Regions from separate parts of the Athene noctua genome. Here region 1 is linked to region 2. The links are chromatin contacts, called in public Hi-C maps. All regions are on one chromosome and are shown on one strand. The core of a region is the stretch at or near the end of the contact, and the rest is flanking DNA. Distances in the headings are between cores, read along the strand shown.

Region 1 (7,318 bases), core at 1,860-4,359, 370 kb after region 2:
CCAAGCATCAGACTAATGATTCATTACAACACTGGTACATAGGAGCTATTAAACACCCAAGCTGAAGAGAAACGCCTGCATCCCTTCCTCCTCTGCAAATGGGAGGGCTTATTTTTGCCCTCTTCTCATCACTCCAGCCCTCCTTTCCCCCAGCCAGCCCTTCACTAAGCATGTGGGGATAACCCTGAATTCATATACGAGTTTCCCCTCCTGCGCACTGAGTGTGGGGTAGACTCAGTTTCTGATTCACCCTGACTCAGGGTGCAGCCTGATGCCACGCTGTGTTTGATCCATCACTGCTTTTTCTATTAGACTCTGTTTTGGTGGGCAGCAAAGCAACTGAAGGGCAGCTGTTTTGGCAGCTACCTCAGCAAGCCTTTTCACACTGGGTCACCTAAAGTCATGCTGTCATCGCTCGGGGTAACTCCAATGCACCTAGGAGCCAAAGATCAGGAGCTGCCCTTAAATCTTTGCCAGTGGGAAATAATGAAGGTGGAGAAGCTAATGCAGAGATCCCTGCAGGCCTTGTCACACTGCCAGCAGCCCCGGCCTGCCTCAGCACGAGCAGATGCCTTCAATGTGCTTCTTCCACTGAAAACTGTGTATAACCTCCTTGCATTTTTGCCATTTACAGTGACATCCTTCTGAGACAGATGCCTATGGAGCTGACAAATGCAGCCAAGTGGCTTGAGGCTTTGTATGAAAGGAGTTATGGCCCCACTCTGCTCCTGCAGGCATCAAGCAAATGCTCTGCTGCTGATCTCTGTGGGAGCGGGGACAGGACATCCACGTGGAGCCCTACGTTTGCAGCTGCCAAAGGGCTGCCTCGCTGCGAGACCAGTCTCTGCAGTGCTTCAAAGCAGCCTTGTGTCTGGCAACAGTTAACAGGGAGAAAATTAATTGGGTCCCCACAGGGCAGCTCCTTCACACTGTTTCTGTGTCACTGGGTTGTGGGCAGCTGGTACCTGGTCCTTGCTGCAGATTGTCCGAGAGGAATAGTATCACCCTCCCTCCCTGGCAGTCCCTCACAGTTTTTTGCCTTTCCTTAGGAAGGCTCAAGGGCAAGTAAGGGCAAGCTCAGGGGCCAGTCCTGCTTGATGCAGAGCATCCTCTGGTCACTTGAAGCCAGCAAGCTGGAAGCTGTGGCTCTCTTGCAGGGGGAGAGCAGAAGGTGCAAAGGACACCGCAAGTGGTGCAGCTGAGGGCAACAACTAAGGGCAATCTGAAGCCCAAAGCTGTGACTCTTAATGAGCATCTCTCATCTCAGGAGGGGAGACTCAACTTGCCTGCTGGCTTTTTACCGGGGACTTCTGGGCGTTCTGAGGGCCCTCACGGCCTGCTGTTTGCTGTGCCTGGAAGGCAGACACGCAGGCACTGATACCTAAAGTCAGCCAGACCTCGAGGTGCCCTGCCCACAGCTGCTGCACATCACATCTGTCTCCTTACAAGCAGCCGGAGGGGGGATTTTGCGAGCAGGAGAATTTCCTCTTTTACCACCTCTGCAGAGACTGCTGAAACAGATTCGCCTGTTGCTTTGTCAGCAGCTGTCTGAGCGACTCCTGTCAGGGCCCAGGGTGAAGGGCTTGTTTGCTGCGGGATGGCACATGCTGCCTTTCTCCCCTCGGAGATGAGTGCGGGAGGAGTGGCGCAGACAGAGCTCCCAGAGAGCCGCTTCTAAGTGCGTTAGTGTTTTAATTGCAGCCTTGCCAAAACTTGGGAGTTGTTAGTGATATGAATTAAGCTGTCATTCTCCAAGGCTTATGATTCACAGGAGCAGCCTGGAAGCAGCGCTAGCACGGCTGGCTGCTGCCCCTTTCTGGCGATGAGAGAGGGTGACACTCGTACGTACCCTCCTCCTACGTGGCTGGATTAGAGGTGGCCCATCCCAGGACTCCGTATTTACATACGCAAAGATGCCCTAGCGAGCAAGTCAGGTTTTTCTGAGCCACGCAGAAACACTCTGAGCGGTTATCCTGGGTGCACGCTAATCCTGGCGCAGTTATACCGGCTGGTATTTCCCGGGCCCCAGCGATGGTCCCGAACCCCAGGAATGAACCCGCTCACGCAGCAACAGGCAGCCGAGCCCTGCCTTCCCCTCCGCCTAACCCAGGGACCCGTCCCAAACCCGCAGTGCTGGCGGGGACGAGCAGCCACGGCCCATGCTGCTCCTCGGGAGAGCCGGTGCTGGGGAAACGATGAGCTTCCACGGGCAATCCAGGCATCCCCAGCGGGCGGGAAGGCGGCCTTTCGGGAAGCGGGGAGCGCGTCTGAGCCCGCGTTGGTGGAGCACCGGTGCTGGGCTCCACACTTCTAGCTTCCAGAGGGGTTTAGCTGAATGTGCCTTTGGGGAAAAGTCATAAAACTGGCATAACTGGGGAAGAAATGAAGACACACCGCAGACAGAGAGACCTGCTGCGTGCCAAACTGGTACAGCCTTGCCTTCGGCCGTGCCCCCACCGTTCCTGGGAGCCGTGCGGCGGCTCGGGCCCTGCACTGGCGGGCCCGCGGCTCACCCCGCCCGCAGGGGGCGGCCTCAGGGTGGACCGTGTCCCACGCTCCCGAGCCCCGGGGCTCAGTTCAACCGAAGAGCGGGACCAAAGCGGCCCACGGGCCCGGCACCCGGGACTGCCCGCGGCCCCCGCCCCATCGCGGCCCCCCGCCCCATCGCGCATGCGCGCACTCCTCCCGCGGCCTGCGCAGCCGCAGTGGGACGGCCCGCCCCCTCTCCCCCCGCGCATGCGCTGCAGCACCAGCGCCGGCCGCGCAGGCGGGTCCCGGGCCGAGCCGCGCATGCGCGCCGCCCGTCCTGACGCAAGGCCGCTGCAATCGCTCTGCGCTTTATCCTGTCCGACCTTGAGTGCGCGGCCGCCCGCAGGACCCGGGCTGTCCTGAGCTGTGCCGGTGTGCACTCGGCCTCTTCGGCGCCCGTTTCTCGCCCGAGTCCCCGCCGGCCGAGGTAGCGAGCTCTCTCACGGTCTCACAAAGGCAGCGCGCAGCCGCTCTCCGGGTGTTGGTGTCCGAGCGGAGCGCCGAAAGGAGCGGGAGGATCAGGCGGTCGCCGCGACAGCCCGCGCCGGGGGTCCTGCGGCGCAATCTCACCCCCCCGCGGCCCACGTGGGTGGAGGTTTCCAGAAGAGCCGCGGCACCGCGCGCACCCTCGTTCCGCCGCCGGCCCGGTCCGCCGCCGCCCCGCCATGCTCAGCGCCAGCCGCGCCGCCGCGCGCCTCCCTCTGCTCCTGCCGCGCGCCGCGCCCGCTCCCGCGCCCCCCGGGCTGGCGCAGGTGCGCGGGGGGCGGCCGGGGCCGCCGAGGGACGAGGGGAGGCCGGGGGGGCATGGCGGGAGGCCGGGGGGGCGCTCTCAGCGTCCGAGGGACGACCCCGGCGGCGCCGGGCCCGGGCCGCTGGCCCTTGGGGTGTCTCAGTACTGGGGAGATTTTATTGGGAAAACTGTGAATCGGAGCGTGGGGCGTAGCGGCAGCCGGTGGGGAGGGCGCACCGGGAGCGCGCTCCGCGTGCCGGGGCCTGTTTTCAGGGAAGTTTGTCGTGAGATTGGACAATTCCTCACCCACCGTCTGAAAATGATAGCGGAGATGGGGCGGGACGGGACGGCGGTTTGTGAGCGGGCACGGGCGCCAGGCCCCGCAGCCCCGAGCAGGCCTCGGATCCGGACGCGGGGCCGGCCTGCTCCCTCCCGGCCCTTCACCCTTACCCGCGCACGGGGCGCGGCTAGGCCAGGTTCTCGAAGAGTTAGCAAAATATTCCTGTCTTGGTGTGGTCCTGCTTCTCTTTAAGATGTTTTATTTAAATCTCGCTCTCAGAAAAAGGAGTAATGCTTTTGGGCTTCTCCAAGATACTGACTTGCATGCTCAGAGTTACGGCCACTGCAGAAGGTTTAAAGAGTCACTGTAAAATCTCGACTGCAGATTCTTCGAGGGATGTAGTAGGTCATTTGCTGCTGACCACGCATAAAGCTTGGAGAAATGGAGTTAATGTTTATCTGCTGCTGTTCATTCAAAGCTGAAATTTCAGAGTTAATTGCTGAAATGTCTTTTGCCTGGTGGTATATTTGTAGACTGTTTTGTGAGGGAAACAGCTTTATTTTGGTAACAGAGATCAAGGTTATTCCAGATGAGGAAGTGTAGTAGTTAGTTTCTGATGGTATTCTGAATCTTTCTCAAATTCTCCCTTAGCTTGCACTTAAAATTTTTGAAAATAAAACGTTGTAGAAGGACTGTGTTGCTTCCGAAGTTGTTTACCTTTGAAAGTCTTGACTTGAAGATCACTTAATGTTTAAAACTGAATTTTCATTAGAATGTCTTCATTTTATAGACATTCTGGAATGGCCTCAGTCAAAATGTTCTCAGAGCAGCATCCAGCAGAAAATATGCGTAAGTATTTCCTTGTTTTTTCATGTTTGGCCGTTTGAGATTTATATCTACTCTCCTCCACAACTGATTATGGAGTCACAGGTGGACTGATGGAGTAAAGCCAGCAAGATAAAACCAGAACCTATGCGTGTAACTTTTCTAAGACTGTTTCTTTCTTTTGTTTTTTTCAGGGGAACTGTTCTTCCCCTGTTTTCCCACCAACAGTAGCATCAACAAAATGTGGATCATTGAGATTTGTTTGATTTAAAACAAACAAAAGAAACCCAAACCAAAATACAAAACAAACAAAAAAATACCCCAAACGTTGATGGGACAAATTGTTTTACGCTGGCATGAAACAAGAGTGATGCAGGGCTCCATTTCACTACAGATAAAGTTTATTTCAAATGGCTCATGCATTTTAATCATTTGTTTTTCTTGTTGGAAGATAATGGGTAGAGAGTAGCAGTTAGTTGTGTAACTTTGTCAGATGTTTTGTGGTTGATGCTGATTCAGGACACAGAATGGGAAATGTGTTTGTGTTAGGAAAACTGCCCAGTTCTGGTTAGCACAGAGAAACCGAGCAGTTGCACGTTTCCAAGATCACCACTTTATGTTATTTGATGTGGAGTTAGAGCAACTTAGCACCTTGGAGAGAGAGGGTGATAGCCTGGGAATAAACATGGTCCTGCTCTGCCCTCAGGATGCTTTCTCCATCCCAGAACATGACTTTGTTTATAACGCAAAGGTATGATACAGGAGTTCGCTCTAGCCTTGAAAGGGGTAAGACACCCTTCCTACAAAGGAGGAGGTTCAGATTTGTCTTGTGTAAGAACAACTTCCATTCCAGAATTAATTTGTTGCTCCTCAGGATCAAAAAGTTATCTCTGGCTCAGAGAACCCTGCGTAGGTTGAGTATTTTTTTATCGTTGTGTATTCTTTGTGCTAATCAATGATAAATAAACCAATTTATTATTAGCGTTTTGACTCTGGGTGGATGTTTTAAAACAAGTGTGAAGGTCAAAGGTAACCCAAAACAAGTCCTGTCTGTGTAGGGACAGAATTAGTTATGACTTTGTTTTATGTCAGAATCTTAAGAGATGTTGAGAATATATGTAGTACAGATTACTCTGGGGAAGAATAATATTTTATACAGTTACTTAAACAAGTGAGCATTTGCCTATAAGTGATCTGATTGAACACAGAGGCATAAGGTTATATTCCAGTGTAAGAGTCAGAGAACACCTTAGGTCAGATTACAGTGTGTATTTGCTTCAGCATCTAGTGAAAAACCACTTTATCCTGTCTTCAGGATAGAAAGGTTTTTTTGCTGTTCAGTTATTTTCCTTTAGTGGTAATTTTATTTTTCTCATAATATGCTTTACAGCTCAGAAGCAATTAAAGGTGCCGTTATTGGAATTGATTTGGGTACAACAAACTCCTGCGTGGCAGTCATGGAAGGAAAACAAGCAAAAGTGAGTAAAAAATGAATGTCAGCTTGCAGTAACGTTATTAGAAGTGGAATGTCCAAACTAGCATTCTTGGAGGCAGTGCTTTTTGACGGCACCCTGTTACATTTTTTACACAGGTGCTGGAAAACTCCGAAGGCGCCAGGACAACCCCTTCAGTTGTGGCATTTACAGCGGATGGGGAGCGCTTGGTGGGAATGCCGGCAAAGCGGCAGGCGGTGACCAACCCACACAACACCTTCTACGCCACCAAGCGCCTCATCGGGCGGCGCTTTGACGACTCTGAAGTGAAGAAGGATATGTGAGTGAGGGTGGAGAGCAATTCCACTACCAGCAGGGATGCGAAAAATATAACACTGTGTAGCATGACATTTTAAAATACAACTCTCTTGGCTGAAGTAGCTATGCCCTCATGTCTCAGGGTGTGATTGCTTATATTCTGGGGGCCAGGCTGTATTTTGCTCCATCAGTTGCTGATCATACTAAGGTTTTTGGATAAGAATTAAAAAAGCCTTGCTGATGCTGTACAGAATGGTCAGCATCTACCAATGAAGGCTTTTCTCATTCTTGAGGGCGTTTATAATTAAAGCTGTATGATCATACCTAAGGCTTACGATTAAATGATGTAGCTGATTAAAAGCAGAAGTATATTTGAAATTCTGAGACTCCCTGGTTCTGAGGCTGATGTTGGCAAGTTCAGTATTTTTTGTCTAGAACTTGGGTGTGTTCATCTGCTGATGCTAATTGTAGGGTTTTGTGCTGTATGCTGATACAGAAATTTGAGTGTGGAATACTTCTGTTTTTTAGTAAGAATGTTCCATTTAAAATTGTCCGTGCCTCCAACGGTGACGCCTGGGTAGAGGCTCATGGGAAACTCTATTCTCCAAGCCAGATCGGTGCCTTCGTACTAATGAAGATGAAGGAAACTGCAGGTTGGTACAGTTTGTGCAGTCTGTGTCCGCAAGTGTGACCTTGGTGCTGGGCCATGACATGGGGAGGGAGGGGAATCCCTGTATAGCAGGCCCTTATGTGGGGCAGACTGTGGAAGGGTACAGTGGTGGGCAGTTAGGAAGATCAGTGCCTCCCTCAATCTTGGAGCTTTGGTATTAGTGCTTTATTTCAAATACACTCTTACCAAAATGGAATAGTGATTGAGTTGATGCTCAGTTTGAATTGAATTGAATGCATGCTTACTCAGAAGGGGGAGCCCCTTTCCTTGTAAGCTGCAGTCCCTGTGCCTCCCTGGCTGCAGCTGAGCAGGGGCTGTGGCAGCCAGGCTTTTGAGGGGCTTTGTTCTTACCTACTAGGTACATAGCAAGAAAGGGAGTGTTGAAGGGACCTGGTTTTTAGGCTGAATTAATATCTTCTTAGCTGGTGGTGACTTTAAATCCCCACTAGGGGAAAATATCCTTTGGCCTGGAGAAATATTTTTTTTCTTTTCAATTTCTAATGTGTTTTTAGACTATAATACATAGAGCTAAT
Region 2 (7,455 bases), core at 4,354-6,853:
ACCGTCCCCTCTCCTTTAAGTGTGCAACACCACTGAGATTTATGTTCTCCTTGTTTCCACCTTATGGGAAGTGTTTTATTAATCGTCCCTGTGCTTGCTCCCAAACCCACGTGTGCTGCGGTGTGGGGATGCTTCAAATGCAGTGAAGAGGAGGTGGCAGCACAGGATGCGGCTCCTGGGGAAGGCAGCTGGAGCAGCAGGGACGGGTGCTGCCTGGGAGCTTTCCAAGGATCTGAAACCTTTAGCCCTGGGAGGAACTGTCTGCCTGTGGGCCAAGGGAGCCTGGCTCAGCCCAGACTGCCCTGCGGGGGGATAACTGGGACTGCAAGGCTGTGCCTAAGGTCTGTGTGACCCTCTGAGGGAGGTGGGGATGGAGCTGCCTGTCACTGCCTGCATGGGCCCCCTTTGGCACCCCATGCCGGTGACATTATTCTTACCTAAATCCCTGCTTGGACACCTGGAAAGGCTCCTGCTCAGATCATTAGAGGTGACTGCTGCTAGAAAGGGTCCCTGGGGATGCTGCTGCCCACACGGTCACAGCTAAGCCGGTGGCACTAAAAACTTGATGTTCCCTTCACACTGGATATGTACCCACCAGGTCCCTCTGCTGTTGCTACAGGCTTTATTCTCCTCTCTGCTTCTAAATCATTTGTGCATGACGTCCTAGGAAAGCAGGTTTGAATTGATCACCCTTGCTACCTTATCTAATTTAATCCAAACCTGATACCAAACAGGAGTGAGGGAAGCCCGGTGGGGAGCCTGCATGTGGCAAACCGCTTGGCTGTGATGAACGGCATTGTTAATAACCTGTAATGAAATGCTGGAGTCATCTGGTATTGCTGGGCTCTTGAAATAAGTCAGAGCCTGCCCTTACTCCCCTGCCTGATGCTACCAGGCTCCCACAAAGGCCAAGCCATCCTGCGGAGGCATTCGAGAGGGAGAAGAGTTGTCAGGGGACTGACACCCACCAGGACCCCAACCCCAAGCTGTGCCACCACTGCACGGGCAGCAGCTCACCCAGAAACCCTCATGCTTTGCCCCCTGGTCCCACTGGAAGAGCCTCCCCATGAGCAGGGACTGCCTTCGGCTCATCTCATCGCATTTACTGCTCTGGAGCCTCTGAGGGACTGACAGCAAAAGCCCTTGGATGAGTCTTTTTTTTTTTTTTTGGATGGTGAATGAAATAGTATTTGGGCTGCTGGTGATGAGAGGCTTCAAGTGGGACACAGCTGATCCTTACGGCAATTTGGCTGACGCTGACATGGCAGAACTGGTCCTGCAAAAGTCCCCACGTCCCAGCACACAAAATGGGTGAGAAAAAGCATTTTTAAAAGCAAGTGGGGTAACCCTGCAGATCCAATGCCAGCCCATCTCAAGCCCAGGGCTCACCACTGTTCTCTCTGGATGAGTATGTGCTGCAAAAATTGTCTGCTTTGAACTCAGACTGGGTTATGACTCAATCCTTGGGTTGTAAAGACGTGTTTCATCATCTCAGTGTGGAAAGTGGCTGCTGCCAGCTCTCTGGCAGCAGTGAGGCCGGCCAGGGCAGGCTGGGAGGGAATGCAGCATGATGCCAGAGCTGCAGGTCGTTAATTACACCCACTGGAGCCTGAATTTCATCTAATCTTTTGGAGTTACGGCACAACACAAAAGGTTGAGGGGAAGTAAAGGCTGAAGAGGAAAAGTGTTTCAGACAAAAATTCTGGTAGGACTCTCTTCCCAGTGACTGTCTGGCCACAAATCCATCTATTTTGGTGCAAGTGTGGAGTGCAAAGCCCAGACCGGCCACCTGGAAACTCAACCTAATGAGTGTCCTGCAGCCTGTGGAGTTTGCTTATCCAGGAGAATGATACCTTTCATGGTCCTGAGGTCCTCCCAGGCGGTAAAGGGCAATCAACCCCTCCTGCTGACAGCAGCTCGGTGCAGGAGCCCCGTGAAGGCGGCAGGGTGATCAGGGAGAGCCCTGGTGTGGTGGGGACAGGAGGTTCCCCAGTGCCCATCAGCTGCCTGCAGATGTCTGTGCCTCCCTCTGCTCTGCTTCAAACAGCATCTCAGGGCTTTTTTCTGGGTCTGCCCCAAACGAAAGCTACTTGCAGGTACTTTAGCATGAAAAAACCACCAAAAACTAAGAGTTAACTGGTAAGGAGCAGCGCTGCTTAACTTCACAGCAATGGAACCTTGTTACTTGATTTTGCTTTTGGACTTAAATTGGATGTCTGATTATGTGTCTGGGGGTATTTGGCACCAGCTGGGTAATTCCATTTCTGACCAACTTCAGGACAGAGCTGAGCTGATGGAGAAGCCATATGGCCCTGAGGAAGGCTCTGAGGAGAAGAGGTGGCTCCAGCCAAGCACGTGGCAGTCCTGGTCACAAACCCACATGCCTTCTCCTGAAGAAAATCTGAATTTCTGATAGCCCAGGAGTCACCCTCCCTGCACCATCCCTGCAGTGACTGTACTGTCTCACCTCCAGCTCGTACTCAGGAAGCAGCAGTCCTTGAAATCAAGTAATTAGGCCCAACTGCAAAGGCAAGGAAAAGTTTTATTGACTTTATTGTGACAGTGAATCACACCACAGTGTCATGCTATTGATCTGGGCTTGTGCTAAGCAAGGGCAAGTTTCGTATCATCCTGCCTGGGGTTAAACAAGCTCTCCCTGCTGCTCAGGCCTAGGACTGGCCCAACTTTTCTAGGCTCTTAGTCTAGTTCACTGTTAAACTTGTGAAGCTGTTGACTGAGAAGATGTCAGTGCCATTCTGCAGGGAATAACCCCTTTCTGCACCCTCAGCTTTTCTGACTTCCTCTTTTGAACAGCTCAGCGCTATTGATAAGGGAAGACTGAGGTGCCGGTGGCACGGTATTTGGGGATACCAGTGGCTCTGGGCTAGCAGGCAGCCTGCGGGACCTGGGCAGCGGTGCCTGGTTGTCTCTGCCTGGGAGAGAGGAGCAGACAGAACCCAGCCCTGAATCCCACACTACGCTCAAAGCCGAGCTGCTTTGAGCAAAGCTTGCCCTTAAAAGAAGGTATTTAAACAGAAGGAATCAATTGCGTTAAGTGCAAATTCATCTGTTGATGCTGCTGTCCGGGGGCAGAGCAGCCGTTTACTGCAGCTTGTGATGCTGGGGAATCAGCGGCTCTGTGCTCATTAACGCTCTGGGCCACTAACGATGCCCAGAAGTGGCTGCAAACAAAGACAACTGAAGTCTGAAGGATTAATGCTGCCTCCCACCAATGCAGCCCGCAATCCATCAATTACCTATCTGCTTAGTCCTTTTCTCCATCCTTTTACAATCTAAATAGCACATTTTATAGTCGCTGCTAAGTGATGTGATCAACATCAATTACCTACTAAAAGAGAATCAAGTCTTGATTTAAAATTAAGTGCTGCATTTTGCCATGTTCTTTATATGTAGCCAACAGAATAATTGCAGTGACATAAAAACTAATTACACAACTCCACAATTAGGCCTCCCTCCTAGTGCTGTGATTGTCTTTAAGTACATTGATGAAAAATTACTCCCAGCCCTAAATTACTCTATCACACCCATCTTCTCCAATACCTTTGAAAAAAAAACCCCTGCATCCCATCAGATCAAACAGAAGAACTTGAAATGCAAAAGATAATACATGCAGAGTGTGTTTTCTAATCTCTTTGATGTGCGAGTGGTTTCAGACGGTGGGATTAGGCTGGTATCGCCCCAGGATGCAGCATCGCTGCTCTCTGTGATGATGGACCAAACATCTCATCAAGACTTCCCAAACCGCCTGGGGCTGTCACGGGGCAGTGAGGCCGGAGTCCCAGCACCCTGCCGCATCGCTATCAGGCTGCAACTTGGGGCGAAACTCCTCTTCCCTGTGCTCCAGCTGGCATTTGGCTCTTGAGCTGCAAGCAGAGGAAAGGCCAGCCCTGCCTGACTGCCAGCCTTGGGTCTGGTGCATGAAGAGGTTTTATTGCTGCTCCTGCTGTGTCTGAAAGAGGGGGCTGGCAGAGAGATGACTGATCAACCCATTAGTGCCGTTTCACCTGGCAGAAACAAGGGGAAGAGCAGGATCCAGCTTGCCTGCCCCACCAGAGAGACCACAGCAGGGTTTGGGCAGAGATGAGCCCTGTCCTGAGCTGGTGGCAATGCTGCTTCAGCAGCCAAGCAGGCCCAGAGCCCCAATAGGAAGAGAAAGAAGAGGTTAGAGTATGGCAGCACTTTCACACATCCAAAGGCCAGGAGTTACGTCTTGCCAGATATCACATACCTGCCTGAAAAATCATAAAACCCCAATAAAAAACATAAGCCTCTATAAATCTGTGAAGCACTCCTGATGGGTTATGATTCCAGATTCTGAATACGAGGTGTTTACATCTAACCTAGAAAGACTGAAAACATTTAATTTACTGGCAGTGAAACCTGAGATTTGCTTGCAACCAATCCTCTGCCTCCAGGATGTCTGTGGGTGCTGGCAGCAAAACACAGCACACGGGTGAGTGGAGCCACGGGGCCACGGGCCCAGGGGACAGAGCGGGCATGCAGCTTCCCACAGGTTGCCTTATGCTGTGCCATCCTGTCAGTTGTCACTTGCTGGATATTTAGGCAGTGCAGGTTTAATTTTGGGGCTGTAAGGGTGTTTTTGGCTGCTGCCTGGTGTGTGGTGGAGCCCACGGGCACCCTCAGGCCCAGCCGAGCCCTTGCAGGGGAGGACGGTTGCGTAGCTCCTGACTGGGGGTTTTCTGTCATTTCTGCAATGCCATCACTCAGTCACCAGCGGGGAAAAGGGTGGGAAATGCTTTGGCACCCCGTTTTAATCAGCAGGGTGCTACAAGCTAATGAGGCAGAGGGGACCCACGGGGTCAGGCCTCCAGCAGCCCCCGTGCCTTCCCATCCGACTTTCTCGCCTCTTGTTCAGTTCAGCATGGTCCAAGGCTGTGAATTAACACCCTTGTACTTACCTGAAACTTCACCACCTCCCTCAAAACGTGTGAAAAATAAAGAGGGTGCTGAAGCAGCCGGCGGCAGGGAAGATGTGATGTGTAAGGCCAACCACATCTCCCGAACCTCGCAAATCCTACCACCTTCCTCCCCACAGCCCGTCGGGGGCCGGGGAGTTCAGGTCGCCCCAGCACAGGCGGGTCGAGGCTGCAGCGGGCAGGACAGGCCCAGGGGCCAGGCACCCTTCCCCGGCTGCACCCCGGGGGCTCCGGGCTCCCCCAGGTCGGGGCTGGGGGGGAGGGGGTACACCGGGAGGGCGGTCTCCACCCCACCACCCGAGCCCGAGGGCCGCCGCCCGGCGAGGAAAGGTCCCGGTGCTCGCGGCGTAAGGCCACGCCGAAAGCAAGCAGACGTTACTCGGGAAAGCCATTTATTTTACCCTTTTTTCCCTAAAACCGGTACGGAAAGGCGACGGTCAGTCAGCCCGTCCTTCCCTCAGGGCGACCGAATTTCTTCGGGGCCTGGCTCCGCCTCGGCGGGGCTGGTGTCCGCGGCCCGGGACAGGCAGCGTGCCCACGGCCAGGGCGAACGGAGCCGCCGCCCCCCGCCAGGGCCGCTCACGGGGCCGCCAGCGCGGCGGCCCCGCCTCACGGGAGGGGGCGCGGCCGAGGGCGTGGCCACCGCATCGGCGAGCGCGGATTGGCCGGGGCGGGGGCTGAGCGGAGCGTGCGCAGTGCGGAGCGGTGAGTGGGGGGGCGCGGGGGCCGCGGCGGGGGCGCTGGCCCGGACCCCGGTGCCCTGGGCCGCTGCTCGGGGCCGGCGGTCGGCCGCCGCCTCCCGCGCCGGAGCGGGCCCTGCCGGTTCCCTCGTTCGGGGAGAGCCGGTGATGAGGCCTGGCTGGGGCGGGGGCCGCCTGCCGCCCTGCGCTCCCGCAGAGGGGGCCCTGCCCGGGCTCTGGGGGCGCAGGGCCCGGAGAGGAGTAACGGCGATTGACCTAAACTCGGGGGGTTCGGCCTGCCTCGGCAGGGCTGGTAAGCGGAGACAGTTGCCTGGGCTGTCCTGTTCTAGAAGTGACCGAAAATCAGGGCCTTGTGGCGGGCGCCTGCCCACAAAATGTGGGACAAGGTGCTCAGGCAGATGAGAATCCCTTACCCTGAAAGATTTTAAATACAAATTCAACAAAACAGGAGCAGTTTGGAATCTGCCTTGCACCTGAGGATGGGCTGGGTGACTGCAGGCCCCCTTTGCACTCGGGCAGTTCTGGAGTGACAGTGTGCTGGTACCTTTGGTGTAGCTCTGGGCTGTTAAAATGGATTTTTCCTCTGGGTATGCACTCGGTAACATGAGGCCTGAGTTTTAAACTGTTTAATTATTTTGGTACAAGCTTGCATATGGCTCTCTTGCTGGAGAACTAGTGAAATTGCATGTTGCATAAAGCCAGGGAGTGAAAACTGAGCCTGAGCAAATGGGATTTTGTATATAAACAATATTTGGAATATTGCCTTACAGTGTTTAACTTTAGTGGTTGACTAACACTCGCATTAGAAGTAATCTTTGACAAATAATCAACACTACCCGCCTCACAAGATGGCCTGGCTTTACACTAACAAGTTCTGTAGACACAATTTCTTAGGGGCAAGTTATTTATTTTTACAGTGTTTTGCTGATAGAACTAACCTAGTACAAATATGCCTTAGAGGCAGAAAGTATGACTTCACTGATACTGTTTAATTTGCTTGCCAAAAGAGTATAATCTGCACAGACATTTCTGTTGGTAGAGCTCTGTGTGAGGAGGCTGCCCCAGCGTACAGCTGTGGTAGGAAGCCTTTTAAATGCAGATAAGTCCCTACGGCTTAGAAGCCGATGACACACCCTGCCGTTTACCAAACATCCTACTGCAGTGTTTCTGTTCTGTGTGATCCTTTTGAATGCTCTGCAAGTAGCATTGTTAAGGGATGGACTTATTTTTCGGCTTTTCTTTCCCCCAACTCTCCCGTAAAATGACCCGTGCTGGTATTTTTTCCAGCAGCCTCCAAGGCATTTATATGGTGAAGACATCCAAAGTCTTGCCTCGGAAACTTTGATGTAGAAGTGCATAACAGAGGTGTGAGTGCCCCGTCTGCAAGTTCCTGTGGTCTGCGGTCTGTGTGGCCACATATTTAGTAGATTTGAAGGGATACTGATATGTTCCTTTTAAAGAAGTAAGCTGGAAACTGGCAATTCCTAGTGAGTTATCAGAACAGCCCTTGGACCTGCAGTGACATCCCTGTGCCCTAGAGCAACACGAGATCAGTGCTGATGCTATTGTTGCCACCTTCTCCTTTTTTCAGTTGAGAATTTTTTTAGCCAGAGCAATAAAACACCTGAAAAATTCTCCAGCACCCTCAGACCCTCTCTGCCTGCTCTTACTTGGTGAGGAGTTGTAAGGCTACTTAAATACCGATGTCAAGCTGGACAGGTGTGGTTGAAAGCACGTCAGCTATACCCTGAGAATTTGCAAGTCACTGGATTATTGGGATAAATTTAGGGATAATA

What was found. A called contact is a pair of places that touch in the nucleus more often than the background predicts.
Region 1: a contact with region 2 is called in a Hi-C map of liver, with 5 times the contacts expected there. The contact joins the promoter of HSPA9 here to the promoter of SIL1 in region 2. A contact is called at or near these places in 2 of 2 Hi-C or Micro-C datasets (heart and liver).

The regions. Positions count from the first base shown.
Region 1 is chr12:5,268,321-5,275,638 of bAthNoc1.hap1.1, forward strand. It overlaps HSPA9 (heat shock protein family A (Hsp70) member 9), which reads left to right and starts at 3,110. Exons shown (of 17, transcript XM_074915891.1): 1 at 3,110-3,281; 2 at 4,330-4,388; 3 at 5,755-5,842; 4 at 5,956-6,137; 5 at 6,644-6,768. The coding sequence starts at 3,195.
Region 2 is chr12:4,896,130-4,903,584 of bAthNoc1.hap1.1, forward strand. SIL1 (SIL1 nucleotide exchange factor) reads left to right here and starts at 5,604. Exons shown (of 10, transcript XM_074915812.1): 1 at 5,604-5,663.